2 separate regions of the Cricetulus griseus genome follow, and region 1 is linked to region 2. A link is a contact called in public Micro-C data. All regions are on one chromosome and are shown on one strand. Each heading gives the region's core, a stretch centred on a gene start, on an enhancer-like site or on the middle of the called end of the contact. The rest is flanking DNA. Distances are from core to core; before and after follow the strand shown.

What was found. Hi-C and Micro-C count contacts between places; a contact is called where the count stands out from the background.
Region 1: a contact with region 2 is called in a Micro-C map of the CHO-K1 cell line, with 3 times the contacts expected there. The contact joins the promoter of P4hb here to the enhancer-like site in region 2. A contact is called at or near these places in 2 of 8 Hi-C or Micro-C datasets (both in the CHO-K1 cell line).

The regions. Positions count from the first base shown.
Region 1 is chr7:133,060,548-133,063,325 of CriGri-PICRH-1.0, forward strand. P4hb (prolyl 4-hydroxylase subunit beta) reads right to left here and starts at 1,322. Exons shown (of 11, transcript NM_001246693.2): 1 at 1,145-1,322; 2 at 1-207. The coding sequence starts at 1,295.
Region 2 is chr7:132,775,538-132,778,237 of CriGri-PICRH-1.0, forward strand. Bahcc1 (BAH and coiled-coil domain-containing protein 1) reads left to right here. Exons shown (of 29, transcript XR_004770886.1): 4 at 1,850-1,972. Among named protein-coding and RNA genes, the nearest start is that of Bahcc1, 35 kb to the left of the region's middle. Within about 2 kb of position 1,349, at least 2 of the 6 cell types and tissues checked have open chromatin away from gene starts, as enhancers often do. A contact at or near this core is called in the CHO-K1 cell line, where this site is marked.

The DNA of each region.
Region 1 (2,778 bases), core at 72-2,571, 280 kb after region 2:
CTGTATACTCCTTAGGGGACTCTGTGTCTCCATTCTTGAAGAACTTGATTGTAGGGTAGCCACGGACGCCATACTGCTGAGCCAGGTCAGACTCTTCGGTGGCGTCCACCTTGGCCAGTCGAATCTCAGAGCCTTCGGCCTTCAGCTTTGCAGCAGCTTTGGCATATTCGGGGGCCAGAGCTTTGCAGTGGCCACACCATGGGGCATCTGAAAAAGAAAGCAGGACACTGGAAGACAGTCCTTGACCCAGGTCTATGGCTTCCCTTTCTACTTTGTACTTCCTTTCATAAAAACCTTATCAGCACACCAAGATAACCCCTCTTAACGAATACCTGAGACCGAGCTGATAGCTGGTGCTCTTGGGCAATATCAGATCAGGACAGAGGCCACGAGTGACAAACCAACTCCAACCCTACTTTGCCCTGTGACCACCAACACAGCAAAACAGTCCTGACTTGTAACCTCCCACTGCCCCCAGCAATCAGGGTCAATGTATCCCTAAGATTTCCCATTAAGAATCCAGGGAAGGTTAAAAGGTTGCTGGCTCAGCACTATACCTAGCAAGAACGAGCCCAGATGCCTATCCGAAGCTACTCTTTCTGGTGTGAAAATGTGACAATCTGTCAAGGCAGCTTGGCAGCTGTGCTGGAGTTCACATACTTGTAAACAGAAGTAAGGCTTAGGACCTGGCCTGCTTCCCAGTGAGGAGGATGAGGCAGGTTACACGCAGGGTGGGCACAGTTAATGGGGCTGGACCTGTTCTATCGGAATTGCTACTGCACACACAGCCCATCCTGTTTTTTCCCAGCTAACAAGGATCGGGCCATGTGGACGTCGGGCATAAAGACACCTTCCTGCCTCTCGGCCTCTCAGTCATCCTCCAGGAGCCCTGGACACAGCGATTTCCACTTTAGGTAGAAGGATGCTCTCTGGGCGGCTACAAGAAGCCAAGCTGACAGAGGGTGCTCCCGGAGAGCAGCAGCCGGGGACCCGCCAGCCTGAGCTCCGCGGGGCAAGCCGGGATCTCCGGGCCACTGCACCGAGAGCGGCCGGGCGCACAGGGCAGCGCTGGGCGCCGCGGAGGGCGGCCTGAGCTGCGGTCGGGGCCCGGGGCCCTGCCCGCCCCGGCCCGCGGCTCACTCACAGAACTCCACCAGCAGGTAGTTGTGTGCCGCCAGCGCCTCCTTGAAGTTGCTCTTCTTCAGCACCAGGACGTTGTCCTCCTCCTCCGGGGCGTCGGCGCCCACCCTGGCCACCCAGGCCAGGGCCAGGCACAGCAGGGAACGGCTCAGCATGTCGGACGTCGGCAGCGGGCGGGGCGGTTGGGTTGGCGCCGCCGGGACAGCCAAGGCGACGAGAGCGCGCCTGGGTCCGGACCTCGCCTTTATAAATCCTGGGCCGGGGACGCGCCCACACCGCCCCCTCGCCGCGCGCGCCAGCCGCCGCGCGCACGCGCGCCGCCCCGCCGTCTGATTGGCCGAGGCGCTGAGAGGCCCACCCTCTCCGCGCGAGGACTGGACACCCACTCGAGGCGGGCCGCGGAGCCCGGAAGGACCCGGAGGCCCTGCCGTCCTCGCCCGGGATTGGCCCGCAGCGCGCGCGCGCGCGCTCACACGCCGCGTTCCCCAGCCTCTGATTGGCTGGCCGAGGCGAACTTTCTCTTTCTGGACTTGTGACTGGCGACTTTTCCCACGCCTTCCCCACGCCCGGAGGGGCCGCCGCTGGCCACGGCCCGGCCCGGCGGCTCCTGATTGGCCGAGAGATGCGCGCACCCTGCGCGGTTCTTCGTCGAACGTGGCAGGGGGCGGAGTCCCGGGCCCCTGGGTGGAGCTGCGCCTGCGCCCCCGAAGCCCCTCGTGTTGCATTCTGACTGGACCGCGTTTCCGTACTGGCCCCGCCCCCGCGACGCCGCCCGGAAGCCAGAGCCAGGTGGCGCAATTTCCTGTCTGCGTGCGGCCCGTGCGGCTCCTGCCCGGGCGCGGGGTCCCTTGTCGCCCGCCAGTGGGCGTCCCCGCAGGCCGCGGGCACGTTTCCCGGCGCGGAGCGGTCCGAGGCTCCGTCCGCGGCAATGGAGAAAGCCCCTCGCCAGACTGGGTTGACTGCGCGTGGAAACGGCGGCTGTGTGTTGGTTTGGGCTGAACAATGGAAAGTTTGGCGTCTGTGAAACCAGCCTTTAGGTCACGTACGAGACTCACATCTTAATCGCGACTTAGTCCAGAGTAATCGTTACTCCCCGTCTCCTTTTGGGTTTGGGTCTCTCTTGCCCCGACTTGCTTGCAACTCCTACTGGCCTCGAACTTGAAGCGATGGATGCTTTCCAAGCTCTGCCCCAGCCTGCCGAGTGCTGTGGTTGCAGTTGTGTGCACCCTTCTCCTTCCTTACTGCCCGACGCCTGTCACCAGACTTGTGCGCGCGCACACACACACACACCCCGAGTACCCCGAGTGTTCTACTCGCTCCCATCTAGCATCCTCTCGGTTTTGCCCCTTCCTTCCTTCCTTCCTTCCTTCCTTCCTTCCTTCCTTCCTTCCTGTTTCTAGACAGACAGGGTTTCTCTGTAACAGCCCTGGCTGGCCTGGCACTCCCTCTGGAGACCGGGCTGGCGTCGAACTCAGAGATCCACCTGCCTCTGCCTCCCGAGTGCTGGGATTAAAGGTGTGCGCCACCACCACCGCCCAGCTTTTTGCACTTCTTACTATAAAAACAATCCTGATAGTGAAGGGTCATTAGGAAAGGGAACCACTCCCATATCCATATTAAGTATATGCCGTGACTAAT
Region 2 (2,700 bases), core at 99-2,598:
AAGGTGTCCCCACCTCAACCGCCTGGTAGTTCTGTGGCAAAAGATTCAGGGAAGCCAAGTAAAGCAAGGCTGAGCGAAGCTGGGCTGCGAGCCTTGTCAGTGACTTCACTGTGACACTGTGAGAGCCCTGATGCCTGGCCATGGTTATATGTCCAGAGCAGCAGACATACAGAGCCCCACCCAGGCCCACCTAGTTTGTTCTATACTGTGGGGAAATGCCTGCCTGCCTGCCTGCCTGCCTGCCTGCCTGCCTGCCTGCCTGCCTGCCTGCCTGCAGAACATCTCTGAGTTGATCAGTCCTTCAGGTTTCCCAGTTCACCCCCAGGGAGGCTCTGCCTAATGCTCGCAGAGGCCCCGGGGCGCCCCAACCCCGTGCACCCACAGCTGGCCTTTAGATTCATACTGAGTTGACTGACAATCTAGTCCCTCATATGGATAACTTTAGTCTGATCCAATCTCCTGAAAGATCCCTCACCCCATTTAACAGAGAAAGCTAGCTGCCTGAGCTGGAGAAGACATAAGTTCCCCTCCCCATATCTTAGCAGCTGTCTTGGTGACAACAGTGGTAGGGTCAGTAACTACCAGCAGCCAAGACTCCTTGGCTGGTTTGATGGAGGTCCAGGTCTCCAAGCTCCTGTCAGGCCTGATGGGAGGAACCAGCCAAGAAGCCACAACCCTAGGGGCTGGTGACTCTGAGTCTCCAGCTCTGAGCTTCCCAAGAGAAGCCTGTGCAACCCTGCCGCTCTTTCCTTTTTAAAAATATCTTAGATGTACTGATTCTGTTTTACATGTATGAGTATTTTGCCTGCATGTGTGCCTGGTACCCTCTGAGATCAGAAGTGGGTGTTGGGCTCCCTGGAAATGGAGTTGTGGATGGTTGTGAACCACTCTGTTGGTGCTGGGAATTGAGCCCTGGTCCTCTGCAAGAACAGCCAGTGTTCTTTACCCCTGAGCCATCTCTCCAGCACCCAGTGCTACAGCTTTTGTGCCCCTTCCCAAGGCTTGCTGTCAGGGCTCAGCCTTTGCTCTTGCAGACTGGGACCTCAGGAGTCAGGGGAGAAGGAAAAGGGTAACAAGAGCCCAATGTCAGCAGGGTGGGATCAGCTCTAGGCTGTGGTTAGTGTTATTATGTCATGTAGGCACAGCCCTTTAGACCCTTGGCTGCCTCTGAGGGACAGACAAGGGGCCTGCTTAGTACGACTCAGTTGCCAGGTAGCAGTTAGGGCTGAGGCCTTGTACACAGTGTGGCATGTCAGGGACTTTGTGGCCAGCGGCATAAGATGCTGTGTTCCTGTAGAGAGGCCAGTTGAGGGGAGAGACCCGTGGTTTCCAACAAGTGGGAACCGGCTGCATCCCAGCTTCAGCTACCTAGAGTATGAGTCACCCAGACCAGCTGTGGTACTGCACAACTCTACCAAGACCATCTGCTTTTCTGGTGCCTGTGAAGGGTGCAGGCTGGAGGCCCTGTCTGGTTTGGCTCTCCCTTGGCTGAGAACTCACGGAGAGTCCATGCTGCACCCCTCCTTTCAAGCCGCTTCTCCAAGCCCCTTTGTTGCCTGGCCTGGAAGCTCCTATCACACCAAGCATTGCTGGGAGGGAACCAAAGGCAGCCCCCCCCCCTCCAGCCCCTAACCCACCAGCAATTCAATTTGTGCTGCACTGGAGGGATGGTATTAGTCGAGTCAGAGTTAATATGATGTATTGATGGGTTGATTTCCCACTGGCGGGCTGCGAGCAGGCTCTGTGGGGTGTTGCTCCTGGGCTGCCTGCTTCTTGCCTCCTTGGGGTCAGGGTGGTAAGGGCCAGGGAGCTGAGAGCTGTCTCTGCAACCAGTGCTTTGCTTCCCTAGCTCCTGCGTACCCCAGATTTTCGGGGAGTCTGGCATCTACCTTCCTACCCGTGAGCCACTTGGATCACCATGGAAACAGCAATGTTCTCTATGGGCAACATCGTTTCTATGGAACCCAAAAAGGCAAGTGCTGTGGGGTTTGGTGTAGGGTACAGCGCATGCTGAGGGTGAGCTTGAGGGGTACCAGTGAAAGCCACCCACTAGGTGAGCCCTCCTCCCCAGACTAGGTGGGGCCCAGAGGAGGACAGCCTAGCACCACTGCCAGGTGCGGGTGCAGTGTCTGGTTGAGGGCATTCTGAAGCAACCATGCTGACCCACAAGGTCTCTTTACCTGCCCTTAGAACGGAGGATCAGGGCAGGAAGTGTTGGGGCGGGGGTGGGTACAGGAACTGCACTCCTGACTTCCTCTTAGGCCTGAGCCAGTTCTAGACTGCCAGGAGCCCCTGCCCCAGCCCTGTCCCGTGCATGAGGTAGTTCCTCAAGCAGACATTGCAGGAGCAGTGATTGAGCTTCCTCCTGGCTAGAGGTGGTGATGTTAAAGCCAGAGATTTCCGTCCCTGTCACTAGATGAAGGTGCTTTGCTTTTGAGGGGCTGTTTGCTTTTGGGGACATTCTTCTGTGGTGTGGGCTGGCATTGGAGTAGTGGCCCCACTTCAGTTTCAGGTGGCCCCATGATGAGATAAGACATAAACCCAGACATGGTGTCCTGTAAGGCCGGAGTTAGTGGTGTCAGGAAATGCGTACCAGGACAGAAGGGTGTATTCCTAATGGCCCTAGTTTTCCAGCCCGGGCTGTGGGAGGGACCACTTGAGTAAGTACTGTTAAAGGAGGTAAACCCAGATTAGAGATGG